Linked DNA regions of Mus musculus: all the other regions are linked to region 1. The links are chromatin contacts, called in public HiChIP or PLAC-seq and promoter capture Hi-C maps. All regions are on one chromosome and are shown on one strand. The core of a region is the stretch at or near the end of the contact, and the rest is flanking DNA. Distances in the headings are between cores, read along the strand shown.

The links. Promoter capture Hi-C pulls out the DNA fragments that hold promoters and counts their contacts. HiChIP or PLAC-seq counts read pairs in DNA pulled down with a chosen protein or histone mark.
Region 2: an H3K4me3 HiChIP or PLAC-seq map of embryonic stem cells shows a contact between it and region 1, with 7 read pairs. The contact joins the promoter of Cldn19 here to the promoter of Cdc20 in region 1. A contact is called at or near these places in 3 of 39 promoter capture datasets (cranial neural crest, embryonic stem cells and hippocampal neurons) and 2 of 115 datasets of contacts at active chromatin or transcription factors (bone marrow-derived macrophages and embryonic stem cells).
Region 3: a contact with region 1 is called in an H3K27ac HiChIP or PLAC-seq map of microglia, with 4 times the contacts expected there. The contact joins the enhancer-like site here to the promoter of Cdc20 in region 1. A contact is called at or near these places in 5 of 39 promoter capture datasets (cranial neural crest, embryonic stem cells and hippocampal neurons), 4 of 484 Hi-C or Micro-C datasets (CD4 T cells, CD8 T cells, Th1 cells and 1 more), 6 of 115 datasets of contacts at active chromatin or transcription factors (cardiomyocytes, effector CD8 T cells, embryonic stem cells and 3 more) and 2 of 9 other capture datasets (embryonic stem cells and pancreatic islet).
Region 4: a contact with region 1 is called in a promoter capture Hi-C map of fetal liver, with 2.9 times the contacts expected there. The contact joins the enhancer-like site here to the promoter of Cdc20 in region 1. A contact is called at or near these places in 4 of 39 promoter capture datasets (the C10 cell line, fetal liver, hippocampal neurons and 1 more), 2 of 484 Hi-C or Micro-C datasets (embryonic stem cells and myocytes) and 3 of 115 datasets of contacts at active chromatin or transcription factors (embryonic forebrain, embryonic stem cells and stem cell-derived neural progenitor cells).
Region 5: a contact with region 1 is called in an H3K4me3 HiChIP or PLAC-seq map of embryonic stem cells, with 11 read pairs. The contact joins the promoter of Ipo13 here to the promoter of Cdc20 in region 1. A contact is called at or near these places in 12 of 39 promoter capture datasets (the C10 cell line, the HPC-7 cell line, embryonic stem cells and 7 more), 3 of 484 Hi-C or Micro-C datasets (B cells and CD4 T cells), 8 of 115 datasets of contacts at active chromatin or transcription factors (bone marrow-derived dendritic cells, bone marrow-derived macrophages, differentiating embryonic stem cells and 4 more) and 3 of 9 other capture datasets (adipose tissue, liver and pancreatic islet).

The regions. Positions count from the first base shown.
Region 1 is chr4:118,436,043-118,438,656 of GRCm38.p6, forward strand. It overlaps Cdc20 (cell division cycle 20), which reads right to left and starts at 1,301. Exons shown (of 10, transcript NM_023223.2): 1 at 899-1,301; 2 at 652-800; 3 at 468-564; 4 at 218-346; 5 at 1-123. The coding sequence starts at 1,079.
Region 2 is chr4:119,254,154-119,256,767 of GRCm38.p6, forward strand. It overlaps Cldn19 (claudin 19), which reads left to right and starts at 1,316. Exons shown (of 5, transcript NM_001038590.1): 1 at 1,316-1,642. The coding sequence starts at 1,420. The region is part of intron 1 of Gm12927 (a long non-coding RNA gene); the gene reads right to left.
Region 3 is chr4:119,124,886-119,127,499 of GRCm38.p6, forward strand. All of the region lies in intron 2 of Slc2a1 (solute carrier family 2 (facilitated glucose transporter), member 1), which reads left to right. Among named protein-coding and RNA genes, the nearest start is that of Gm12867, 6.0 kb to the right of the region's middle. Within about 2 kb of position 1,291, at least 233 of the 459 cell types and tissues checked have an H3K27ac peak or open chromatin away from gene starts, as enhancers often do. A contact at or near this core is called in CD8 T cells, Th1 cells, effector CD8 T cells and 2 more, where this site is marked.
Region 4 is chr4:119,005,225-119,007,838 of GRCm38.p6, forward strand. No RefSeq gene overlaps it. Among named protein-coding and RNA genes, the nearest start is that of Gm12865, 8.5 kb to the left of the region's middle. Within about 2 kb of position 1,312, at least 26 of the 459 cell types and tissues checked have an H3K27ac peak or open chromatin away from gene starts, as enhancers often do. A contact at or near this core is called in fetal liver, where this site is marked.
Region 5 is chr4:117,913,693-117,916,306 of GRCm38.p6, forward strand. It overlaps Ipo13 (importin 13), which reads right to left and starts at 1,307. Exons shown (of 20, transcript NM_146152.3): 1 at 596-1,307. The coding sequence starts at 679.

The DNA of each region.
Region 1 (2,614 bases), core at 51-2,550:
CTCCAGGCTGCTCCATTTGCAACAACTGCAGGATGTCACCAGAACCAGCGTTCCATAAGTACACACTGTTGTCCAGTGCCACAGCCAATACATTTCCAGAGCTCCAATCTACAAGATTCAGGTCTGCCAGGGGAAGGAAGAAAACATGAGGTCCTTTGTTGGACTGGTCCATTCCTAGGCCATCTTTCTCCATCCGCAAAGACAACAGTGCACTCACAGTAGTCATTCCGGATTTCGGGGGCATCAAGGATCCTGTCTGGCAGAGAAGGGATGTATCTGCAAGTCTTCCTGCTGGAGCCAGGCGTGGCTTTCTGACTGTACAGTACTTTCAGTCTGTTCTGGTAGCCTGTGGCAAGAGAGTGGGTCTAGACTTGGAAACTGATACCCATCCACATGTGGAAAAGCAGCCACATGTCTCCCCTTAGGAAGGACTGACACCAGCCTCGATGATGTCACTCACTCCTTACCTTCTGGGGCATTCTGAGGTTTGCCGCTGAGCCTGAGGATCTTGGCTTCCTCCACATCAAAACCGTTCAGGTTGAGAGACCAGGCTTTCTGATGCTCCTGAAATACACGGCAAGTGAGGGGAGGAAGACCGGTATCAGCCAGGGGACAGACACCTCAAGTCTCATGACCCCTGTGGAATCATACCTTTTTGGTGGGCGTCCCCCTGTCTTCCGGCTGGTTTTCCTTGCTTAAGAGGAAGCTGGCCACCTCCATTTGAGAAGCACTGCGTTGGGGGATAAAGCGGTCACCTCCAGGTTTGCTAGGGGTGGTCTGAACCTTGGAACTAGATTTGCCTGGGGGCAGGGAGAGAGAAGTCAGACAGCCTGACGAGGCTCCCGGAGGGAGCATGAAGACGGACTCTCAGCGATTCCAGCTCCCTCCACCCACTCACCAGGAGTTCGGCCCGGGGTCCGCCCGGCGCTGTGTGATCTGTTGGCGGCCCGCATGGGCGAGGGGGCTGGGCCTGTGGCTTCCTTTGCTTTGCGCTGCCAGCGCGCAACCGGGGCATTGGGGATGGGTGCGTCCAGTTGAAGCAGTGAGTGCAAATCGCTCTCGAACACGAACTGCGCCATGGCACCGCTACCGGGGCGAAAGGCGACCAAGCGCGATCCTCGCCGGGCTCCTGGGCTCCGCCTGCCACAGCTCGCAGCAGCCCGGTCCCTCTCCGTACTCAGCTCTCCCGAACACAAACCCCCAGCTCCTCGCAGCGCGTCAGTGCGCCTGCCGAACGCGTTCTTTTCCAGACAAGCTAAGGACACGCCGGACTGTTGTTCTTAAACTCTCCGCTGCTAGCGTTCATTGGCTCCTTCAAAACCCAACTGTCTTAACCGTCGCCCTTGCCGATTGGTCGCTACACTGAAGAGGGCCGGGTCTTCCGGGAGCAAATCTCACGAGAGTGCGACGACCAAGCATTTGGAAGGAAATCCCGAACCCATCTCTGGGAGCCTTCGTCCCTGCCCGAATCGGAGCCCGAATCGGAACACGGGGGCGGGTCCCGCACAGTTAGTCCTCGGGATCCGCTCTCTGCCGGCCATCTCTCTGGGTTGGGCCCGGCAGTTAGAGCATCTGGGAATCTTTGAAAGGTCACATCGAAGCCTGTGGGTGGTACTTAGGTCACACGTTCACACATACACACATTCTCTCTCTCTCTCTCTCTCTCTCTCTCTCTCTCTCTCTCTCTCTCTCTCTCTCTCTCTCTCTCACACACACACACACACACAGAGAGAGAGAGAGAGAGAGAGAGAGAGAGAGAGAGAGAGAGAGAGAGAGAGAGAAACTCAACCTCAACCCGGAGGACCCAGTTGGTTAGAGACGGTGGGGAGGTGGCAGTCTGAATGGGGAGGGCGCCTGAAACCCTGCTAGGAAGGAAGTATGCGGACCAGTGTGGGGTTCTGCAAACACAAAGTGAGAGGAAGGGGTGTGTGTGTCAAAACAATGATCAGAATTCCAGCCTTTCGTCGTGAAGATTAGGTTAGGCTGTTCTTGGGGACATCACATCCTGTGGAGGACTCCCGTGGGACTTAGGATTCTTCAGAGACCTAGAGATCTCCTTACCCCCGTTGCACATAATCTGCCAGAGCGACACCCATTTTGTTTGTTTCAGACAAGGGTCTCACTATGCAGTCCGGGCTGGCCTGGAATTCACCTTGTAGAAAAAACTGCCCTGGATCTCAGAGATGCGGTGGAATTTAAGGCGTGTGCCACCACGCTGGGCCAAGAACCTGGTTATGCTGATAGAAAAACCAAGGTGCAATACAAGAAATTAGCCCAAGGTCATAAAAAGAGGTTGGTAAGAATCCAGGTCTGGGGCCTGGAGAGATGCCTCAGTTAGAACTTCTTGCTCTTCCACGGGAAGAAAATTTGGTTTTGTCAGGCAGCGCACAACTACCTCTAACTCCAGCTCCAGGGCATCGATGCCCTCTTATGGAACCAGCATACAGATGGCACACAAACACACCCCTCCTCCCCGATAAAAATAAATTATTTTAAAGCGGAAAGGAGGTTAGAAAGATGATGGCTTAGCTGTTATCGCTAGATGCTCTTCCAGATTACCTAGGGTTCAGTTCCCGGCGCCCAATATAGGTATTCAAGATCTATTACTGTAGTC
Region 2 (2,614 bases), core at 66-2,565, 820 kb after region 1:
GAATGTAAGGCAGCAGGCTGGGGGTTTGTCCCTGCTGTGGGGGTTGAAGGTGTGGGGGAGGAAGCTGGCCATGTTGCAGCTCAGGAAAGGCAGTGGGATGGATGCAGGGGATGTAAGAGAGGTGGCTGGGAGGCTGGAGCGGGAGCAGGGGTGTGACATTCCTCCTGCACCCATGCCAAGCCTGTGGGGCTGAAATGAACGTGAGAGGATTGCTAATGAGACCCAGGGGAGTTAAACATTCCCTGCTCCCGAGGGCTGAGTGAGAAGGGGCGGGCAGGGGTCTAGGAGCGGTGAGCCTGAACCCCAGGAATGCACAGAGGCCCCTGCCCCTGCCAGGCTGTTCTGGAGCTAGGGGCCAGGGCCTGCTGTCTCAGGTCCCAGCAGGAGCTGCTGAACCAGCCAGCAAAGGGATTAACTGGCTGAGCAGTTCTTCTTCCTCCAAGTTCAGGACAGATGCTGGCGCAGATCTCCCCAGCTCCCCACCACGTCCTGAGGCTGGCAGACAGCTACCACTGGCCCAGTTACTGTGGGTCCCTCTTCTGACTCCTCAGATCGCAGACAGACCCCATAGCACATCTTCCCTGCTTTGGCCTCTCCCATTTTGATAGACATGGTTTCCAGGTACCTAGGACTCTTCTCCCCAGCAGCTCATATTTAACTGAGTCTCTGCACATCTGGCCTTAAAGCCCTGATCCAAAACTAACTCCAGGGGATCTAGGTCAGTGGTAGAGTGCTTGCCTAGCATGTACAACAAAGCCTGGTTTCCATACCCAGCACACACACACACACACACACACACACACACACACACACAGAGAGAGAGAGAGAGAGAGAGAGAGAGAGGAAGAGAGAGAGAGAGAGAGAGAGAGAGAACTCTATAGTTTTTTCCTGCTGTAACTAAAATTTCTTTCTTTTTCTGTCCTCAAGTCAGTGGGCAAGAAACCGCCGCTTCAGATCAGGCACTGAAGCACAGCAAAGCCATCCACTGAGCTGGTGCTGGGGAAGGGATTAGGAGAATCCCAGAGCACTGGAATCACTCCTAAAGGGGTTTCCCTGGTTAAAAGGGGGAAGAGTCACTCCTCCTAGCCCCTCCCTTCCTTACTATTGAGACAGGGAGGGCAGGGGTACCCCAGCTTGGATCCTAGGTTCTACCCTCCACTCCCAAGAAACTGGGCGAAAAGAGCTCTGCTGGGGACTGTCTGTGGGCGGGTTTTGGCCTTTTCCAGCCCCAAGGCCGCCCCCTGCATTCTGGAATCAGCAGCCACTGCCTCTGCTGGCCAGCCAGCCATCCCCTCTCCTCCTCTCCTCCTGTGCCACTTAGCTCCCCTTTTCCGGCTGTTCCTCTTACCATGACCACAACGCTCCTCCACACCCTGGCCCATCTCTGAGTCCTGGAACTCTCAGACTCCTACCTGGGCCATGGCCAACTCGGGCCTCCAGCTCCTGGGCTACTTCCTAGCCTTGGGCGGCTGGGTGGGCATCATCGCCAGCACTGCCCTGCCACAGTGGAAGCAGTCTTCCTATGCAGGCGATGCCATCATCACTGCCGTGGGCCTCTACGAAGGGCTGTGGATGTCTTGCGCCTCTCAGAGCACCGGGCAGGTGCAATGCAAACTCTACGATTCACTCCTGGCCCTGGACGGTAGGCCTCCGGTGGGAGCCGGGGAGGGGGCACTGACGGGGCACTGACTGGGCTGGGGAGGTTGTCGGCAAGCTTTTTCACAGCCTGTCCTTAGTGCTGGGTGGCACACTCCAGCCCCTGTGGGAGTCCCTAACTTCTGTCCTGTGTACACCGGAGAGTCCAGGCCAGTCAGGTCTCTAGGCTCTGAGGAGGCAGGAACACAAGAAGCTGGCAGCCTGGGCTCCCGGTCCTAATACCCACTCATTCAACCCTTGCGTTCTAATGTTCTCCTGTGTAACCAGGCCATTAATACACAGGGCATGGGAGGGTGGACTGAGATGAGGGTCTGGTTTCATAAGCCTGTTATCATTCTCCACTCCTCTTCTCTCCATATTCCATATTGACAGATATGTTTACACACACACACCGACACACACACACACACACACACACACACACGGACACACACACACACACGGACACACACACACACAGAGTCAGACACCATTACAGCTCTGACCTTGGGGACCATCGCACTTGCACTCCGACAGGGCTCAAAGTAGAGCCCACACAGTCAGTCCCACTCACACTGGTCCAGACAAACCACTGGCCTGCCTCCCTCAGGGATCTAAGTCTCCTGCTGCCTGGGGCCTAGAACTGACCAATACACTCCCAAAGAAAAAAGCATAGGATTCCATGATTGACAGGGACGATTGACAGGGTTGCTGCTGGGAACCAAGCTGGGTTTAGCTGGTTCTCAGGCACTTTCAGCTCTACCTCTGGTGATCCTGAGTGATACTCTGCCCCATCTCCTGCTGCTTGATTGAGGGTGTACCAGACCCAGGAGAAAGGAGCCAGTCAGGGCCGGTGGGAAACGGGGTCAGCAGTGACAATGACCTCACTCTGCCCCCTCTCCTCAAACACTCATTGTCTCTTCTCACAAGCAGGCAAGTGCTCAGGCCTCTTCAGGCTTCTACCCAAGCCCTTCCACGC
Region 3 (2,614 bases), core at 41-2,540, 690 kb after region 1:
CACTTGATGAGGGGTAGGACCAAGCACCCTGGAGAAAGGCATTTCTGGAACCCAGAGGCTGCTGGGAGGAGCCTGATGTTAGCTCAGCCCTTCTTATTTGACAAGGGAGGATCCTGGTGTGCAGAGGAAGTGAGGCCTTGCCCTAAGTGACCTGGCCTGGCCAGTGACAGAAATAACCTCAGTTGAGAACCTGCCTCCCACCCCTAGCCCAGCACCTCTGGGGCTGAGCTACTCTAAGCTCGAGACCAGCCTCTTATCTCTCTGGGGATGCCAACAGCCATAGTGCTGTCCACCACACAAACCCTTACAGCTTTCTTTTTCTCCTCTAGGTATTCTAAGTGCCTTAAAGGTGGTCCTTCAGTTGTTCTCATGATAACCTCGCTAAGTAGGCCCCATAACCTCCATTTTGTAAGAAAGAAGCACAGAGATGTGATGAAACTACACCAAGGACACACAGCTAGCACAGAGCAGAGCTGGAGTTTAAATCCAGGGGGTCTGGTTCTGTTGTATGCTCTGTGCTCAACCTTTGGGAGACAGGCACTGAGCAATGGGGGTGGATTTTCTCTTTCTCTTTCTCTTCTTCCCCTCTCTCTCCCTCTTACTGTCCCCCTTCCCCTCCCTCTCCCTCGTGTCCTTCCCTCTCCCTGCCTCTCCCTCTCCTTCCCTCTCCCTCTCCTTTCTTTCTTCCCCTACTTCTGTCCCTGGACCCTTGCTCACACTTGTTGCACTGCTGGCCCACTCCCACTGTGCTGAGCTCAGAGCTGAGTCAAGTCCGGTCATGTACAGATCTATCTCAAGAACTTCCCACACAATAGTTACGCAATTCCTCACGCCGTCACAGCCCGTCATTGCAAGCCCCCCCTTGTTCCCTGCACCCAGCAGCAGTGACACTCAAATCAGACCATGTTGAAGTCTGCTCTTGATCATAGTGTCTTCTAGTCAGCTGTTCAAAGACCGCAATAGAAACATGGACGGGCACAGTAGGGCAGAGGTGGCAGTTGGCCCTAATGATGTTTTTCAACCTTAGCACCACGGGTACTTTGCACTGGACAGCCCTTTGGTATTTATTGTGATGGGCTGTCCTGTATTCAGTAGTAGGATGCCAGCAGCCAGTGTGACCGCAGGCACTGTAGACATACTTTGATGGAGGAGGGGTGCTGGCCAGGGGAACTTCCCAGAGGGGAACTGCATTCCCTGAAAGGTGATCAAATAGAAGGAAAGAGCAGTCTGAGATGTGGGTGTTACTGTCTGCCCAGAGGATATGAGTCAGAGTGCTGCTGAAGAAACTCTTCATCCTGAGGGCTGAGGTGGCCCTGGCTGCTGGGCTGCCACAGTGAGGTGAAGCTCTCTCTGTGTCTGTGTGAGAAGCCCCTCCAGGCTGTAGAGCAGGGAAGGGACCCACTAGCCAGGGCAGAGAGGCCTGTCCTTGGTGAGGAAGAAGACCAATTCTAGACTCTGAAGCATCCTTCACTGCTGCTGCTGCTCTCAGCTTTAACCTGAGCCTCTTCCTTTAGGTTTCAGAGGGGGCTCTGGAGATGCAGCGGGTGGGACTGTCCAGCCCCACCTGCAACATCTGGCCCTGGGTTCATAGCTGACTCTCAGGTGTGGTTGCACTGTTATAGAGACATCTGAGCTCTGGGCTGAGCTGAGGGAAAGAGGTTCAGGGGCCTAGCAAAGATGAGAGGCTGGGAGTACGGGTCAAGACCAGACTGAGAGACAGCTGGACAATTTGACCCTTTCCTCCTTGTAAGAGAGAGGGAAGATGGTGGGCCTATAAGAAGGGCCATATCCCCACAGAACATGGGGGAAGAGCTGAGGGGATCACTCTGGGATGGGAGAGAAGATTCAGGCCCGGAAGCAGAATATCCAAGGATAGGTACTGGGAGGAGCCAGAGGTCCCCAAACACAGCTCTGCCGCAGTCTCAAATCCTGGGTCAGTTCAGCAGGGTGGCCAGGCTAGCCAGCACCCCATGTGGCCTGTAAGCCTTTCACATGTTGAAAGGGTTGAAAGAAAAGCAAGTGACAGAGGCTGTATGTGGCTTCAGACTTAGCCTTCCTATGAATGTTTCCTCACATGGCTCTGGGTCACTCACCCTTCCTGAGGTGGGGGAGCCACTTATCAAAAACCCAAGAGCCCAGGGCTTCTGCTCTCGGGGGCCACAGAACCTTAGGGTTTCTGAGTCAAGCCCTAGTTCCCTCAGGTTCTTCTTGCCCCATATAGCTTACATAGCCCCTGGCAATGTAAGCCGGGAACCCTATCTCAGTGCTCCCCTGTGGTTTAGGGTTTTTGGTTTTTGTTTTTAATTTTGATTGTTTTTGCTGCTCTGAGGCTTGAGCAGAGGTCCTGGTGTGCTAAGTGGTCACACCTTAGGTCACACCTTAGATCCCCTCCCTCTTGCTTCTCTCTGAAAGGTGGCTTCTCTCCTGGGGAGCACAAATGGCATCAATAACGCCTTATTCTGTGAGCAGGCTACGTGTTCTGCCTCACATCCCTTTACAGACACCACCCTGCCACCACAGAGAGGAAGTGCTCACTTCCTCTGTAGAGAGCAGGCATCGCACACACAGTTGCCTGGGTCTTAGGATTTCCAAGAAGCTCTTGGGCATGTGCAGG
Region 4 (2,614 bases), core at 62-2,561, 570 kb after region 1:
CCTGGGTTTCAATCCCTACTAACCAACTTTACTCTTTGATTAGAGAACCTTCTCTCTCCAAACTGTGGTTTTCCTGTCTGGAATATGCAACCAAAAAAAAAAAGGAACTGATCTCCACGAGGTTAATGATATGATACAGATAAACAGCAAAGTGTTTTCCAAACATTCACTCTTCAACATCAAACAATGGGTCTGATTTGATTCAATTCTCACCAGTCCTCAGCAGGCAAGAGATAAAAAAAAAATATGGTTCCCATTTTTCAGATGAAGAAACTGAGGCTCAAATGAGTTCCACAAGACCCGAAGACTCATGAGGCAAGGAGCAGTTTCACACTGAATCTCTACAGACTCCATGGTTTATGGTGATGGAAGTTGGCCTTGAGAAATTCCTCCATAACCCTTCTGAGACCCTAGGGTCCCAAGCCCATGCACACTGAGCTCCCAGACCAGTGGCCCTGTTGTCCCCACCTCCTCATTACTCTGCTCAAAAGTGCTTGAGTGGGCTCTCACCTGTGAGCCTCGTTCCCCTGACTGTACAAGGGACCTTCCTCAAGGACTGACTATGGCTGAGGGAAAGCATTTGCTGCATCAAACAGGGTTCAGAAACAGCAGGCACATGTGGCTCAGACCAGGCGTGGTGGCACAGGCCAAAAATCTCAGCACTCAAGAGGCAGGAGGACTGTGTGCTTGAGGCTAAATAGAGATCTGTCTCAAAAAATATAGTAGCTGGGCTGAGAGGAGGCAGCACATGCCTTTGAGGCCAGCACTTGGAAGGCAGAGGCAGGCAGATCTCTGCGAGTCGGAAGCCAGCCTACAGGTCTACAGAGTGAGTTCCAGAACAGCTCAGGCTGCACCGAGAAACCCTATCTCCAAAGAACAAAACAAAGAAACAAAACCGTGAGAGGTGACTCAGTAGTTAAGAGTGGTTGCTGTTCAGTCATAAGGACCAGAATTCGGAATCTAGCACTCGCATTGGGTAGCTCTCTACTACCTGGGACCTGAGGCCTGCTTCTGCCTAGAATGCTCTAGAATTCTCCAGTGACCACGTTTTACTGCTATGGCCACAGCAAGCAATTCGCATGTGCATTACATTGCTTTCCATTTCCCACATAAATAAATTTCTGTTATTGTTTGTTTGTGTGTATGTATGTATGTATGTATGTATGTATGATAATGAAATTTGTCCACTTTGCTGTGACTTTGTACAAGCCATTTAGCTGTATTGAGCCATAGTCCCTCCGTCTGAGCTATCTGGGCAGCATGAGCCTTCCCCACCTCACCTGGAGGCTCAAAGTCTTGCAGCCTCCACCCATCCCCTAGGCCTCAGGCAAGCTTCTGGGCAGAGGTGAGCCCTGCCTTCTGCCTCACTTCTCTCACTGCCCTCAAGTCTCCTCAGCTGGCCGCAGCTTGGTTTTTTGCCTCCCTCTACAAACAGGATTCCACTGAAGTCTCTATCTTGTCTCTTTAGCTCTCAAAGCTCTTCAGACTGGGGCTGTCCAAGTGTTCCTTCCTTTCCTTCTCCACAAGGTCTCTCTGTGTAGCCTTGACTGGCGTGGAGCCTCCTGTGTAGACTAAGCTGTCCTCAAAACTCACAGAGACCCACTTGTCTCTGCCTGCCGAGTGCAGGGAGGAAGGGCACGCTCCACCACACCCAGCGGTCCTCCTCGAAACCTAGGGACCAAGTGTCCTTGGTTACAGTCACCCAGGTTTCCTCCGCCCCCTCTGACCGCCGCTCTGATCCTGTGGAAGAGGACCTGGGGCCCTTTCCTGTCTCTTCATTCCCTTTGGATAACGTCAACCCAACCTACACCGCCCAGCACCGGAGAGGCTCCTGCTCCGGTGTCAGCCCCACCTGCCTGGAGCCCTGGGCCTGGTAGTGAACGTGGATAAGGTCCGAGCTCTCTGGAACATAACAGGCTTCCTAGGTTGTGGCCACCCAGAGCCAAAACCCAAGGCCACTCAGTGGGAGTTTTCTTCCCACTTTCAGGCAGCTCCCAAGCCCCCTGAGGACTTCCCTAGCCCTTTATTCCATTCATTCAGAGATATAATTATGGACCAGCAGACACTCCACTCCGGGGACCAGCTTCCTTCTGGCCCCTGGTTTTGTTTTGTCCCTCTGGACCTCTGGACTAGTCAAAAATATAGGAGGTAGGAGTGGTTGGTTGGTTGGTTGGTTGGTTGGTTAGTTGGTTGGTTGGTTTGGGGGTTGTATTTTGGGTTTTGGCTTTGTTTTAAAGATTTACTTTTAGTTTATGTGTATTCTGTGTGCATGGGTGTAAGTGCACCGTGTGTATACAGAGGCTGAGGAGGCCAAAAGGAAATGTCAGAAATACCCTGGAACTGGAGATACAACAGATTGCTAGCCACATGGCAGTGCTGGGACCCAGATCTGGGCCCTCTGCAGGAACAGCAAACACTTCTAACACGGAGCCATCATGTCTCCACACCCTTGCTTTGTTTTGTTTTGGTTTTGAGACAAGGCCTCAGTTTTGAAACAAGTTCTCAGGTAGCCAAGGCTTACCTCAGACTTAGTCTACAGCTGAGGATGACCTTGACCCTTGACCTTCAGAGTCTCCAGCCTCCTGCTGGGACTGCAGGCATGTGTTCCAGTGCC
Region 5 (2,614 bases), core at 57-2,556, 520 kb before region 1:
GCAGAGCCAAGCCCCTTGGACCCAGCACAAAACAAGAGAGCCAGGCACACTCCTGCCTGTCCAGGACCGGTTTGACTTCCATCCAATAAGGAAAAGACCCTTTCTGAAGATAAATGAACATATAACTCAGACGGGTTTAGCTCCAGATATCTTTGTGAGCCTTTGACTGAAAAAAAGTGAGTCGGGTCCAGGATCATTCAGCATCCGTGTGGTTTCTAACGTGGGGGTGGGGGTGGCTGAGTGGCAGGTCTTGTGAGTTTCTGGTTCCCTCCAGAACTCCGCCTGCTTTTCTCCTGGATCTGGGCAGGAGCCGATTTGGTTATAAGTCTAAACCCTTCAGCACCCTACAGGGAACAACCTAAGATCCTAGAGTATCTATCCGAAAGGGGACCTGTGTCTACAGAAAGCCCAAAATAGCCCATTAGGCACTGCAACACTGCTGTCCAAGCCGGCTGCCCAAGAGAGATGGTAAATACCAGGTGCTCTGGGGGCATCATCCCAGCGGGCACTGAGCCCGCGTCTGAGCTTTGGCATTAGTGTCAGTCCCCAGAACTTCTGCTCTGTCACTGGAGTGCCCACCCCAAGGCCCTCATACCTTCTCCACGTTCTCCACAGTGAAGTCCAAGGCTGGTGCTGCTCCAGCCCCTGCAGCCCCCAGCTGCTCCTCCCGCCGCTCCATCTTTGCTCCCTGCCTGGCAGGGAGGTGGACCCTGATCTCTTTCTTGCCCCAGCCCTTTGGCTGTCGGCCCCCTGCTAGACCCCGGCTTGAGTACCCGGGAGGTGGTGGGATGAGGGGATGCCCAGGGCGGGCATGGCTGCCGAGGCCTGCCCACCTCGTTTGGAGGGGGAGTGGGTTGCAGAGGTCAAAAGATGTGCTCTTCGGAAAGGGACCCGCTAAGGCGGCTCCCAGAAGGGAGGCGTCCGTGAGGTACTCCCAGACAAGGGTCCTAGTGGGAGGTCACAGCTCTGTCCCTTGAATCAAAAGTCATAGGGGAGGGAGGCCTATAGGGGAAACAGAGGCCCTGGCCCGTGAGGGGTCACAGAATCAACGGCCTGTACCCATAACACCCCAGTCTGGACGAGCTTCTAGATGCTATGAGGTCAGGGGGGCTGGGAGATCACCCGGGAGAGAGCCCTTCGCGAGATACGGAGACGTCCAAGGAAGCACGGGATTGCAGTTTCGTGAGTCTGGGGCAGAGTCGGTAGAGTTGGGGGACTGAGATAGGTCCCCTCCGTTCGCCTGGCCCGCGATCTGTTCGCCTCCCGGCGTTGGCCCCGCTACGGTCGCTGCCTCCGCCCCAGTGACTGACAGACAGGCCGGCCCGGCCGGGACGGGGCGGGGACCTCAGCAAGACTCGGGCTGTCCCGAGCGCCTGTCGCCAGTACCACCAACTTAGGCCCCCACCCACGCTTGTCCTGGCCCGGCACGGCCAAGCACATCGAGACACGGCACGGCGGAACTACGCGGAAACTCATTCCGGGTCTTTGGCCCTGTCCTCGTGCTAGCTCGCGCGCCCCCGAACAGGCGACGGAACGGCACACCGCCAGGGGCCCCTGCCTGAAGCAAGGACCCGCCTCTATGCACCCTGGGAAATGTAGTTTTCGTCGGACCGGAAGGTGGCTCCTGAGGAGGGAGGCTTGGAGCACGTGGGTTGGGGGTCCTATGGAACCCTATCCTATTCTCGGCTTAGGGCAGAGGACCATCTTGCTCAGTCACATTGCCTAGGAGTGCAACTCTTGCGAAGACGTGATTCATGGGGCCTTTGGGTGGAGTTGGAAGCCAAGAATGGAGGGGAGAGGGTCACGTTTGGTCGGCGCTCAGGCACAGGGAACTGGTTGTGTTGGTGACCATCAGCACCCGCTAAAGAAGAGGAAAGATAGGAGTTACTTGGTGCCCCACAATTAAAAAAAAAAAAAAAAGCACTGTGGATCTGCTCGGGAGCAACCGGGAAATCATATTATTCTGCGCGCGCGCGTGTATGTGTGTGTGAAACGAGGAGGAGAAGGGAAATCGTTAAGGTTTTCATTATGTTTCAAGTAAGAATAGCTCATGGCTTTACCTTAGGTTTTGTTCTCTCTCTATTCTGCTGTGGCGGGTTGGTTTGTTTTGAGATGGAGTCTCTTGCCTTGGGGTGGGGAGTGTACCTCTTTAATCCCAGCACTCCCGGGATTACAGGAGTGTGCCACCAAGATGGGTGTCTGAAGTGCTGTGCCTCCCGCGCACCCTGTCAACTGAACCACATCCTCCACCTTCTTTGTTTTCAAGCGGGGATCTCACTATGTAGCCCGGGCTTGAGTGGGTATTTTTATTCATTGTCTTCAGCTAAAATGGGGAAATTGAGGTTGGAGGAAGGCAAGCCCTGCTCCCAGCAGGCACTTCCTCTCCATGCTCAACTTTTTCTTTCCTTGACTCCTGTCAGCAGGAAAGGAAATGATTTCAAACAGAAGGATCTTTCTTTTTCTTTTCTTTTCTTTTTTTCCAAGACAGGGTTTCTCTGTGAGGCCCTGGCTATCTTGAAACTCTGTAGACCAGGCTGGCTTCCAGCTCACCGAAACCCACTTGTGTCTGCTTCCAAAGTGCTAGAATTAAAGTTATGTACCACCATGCCCAGCC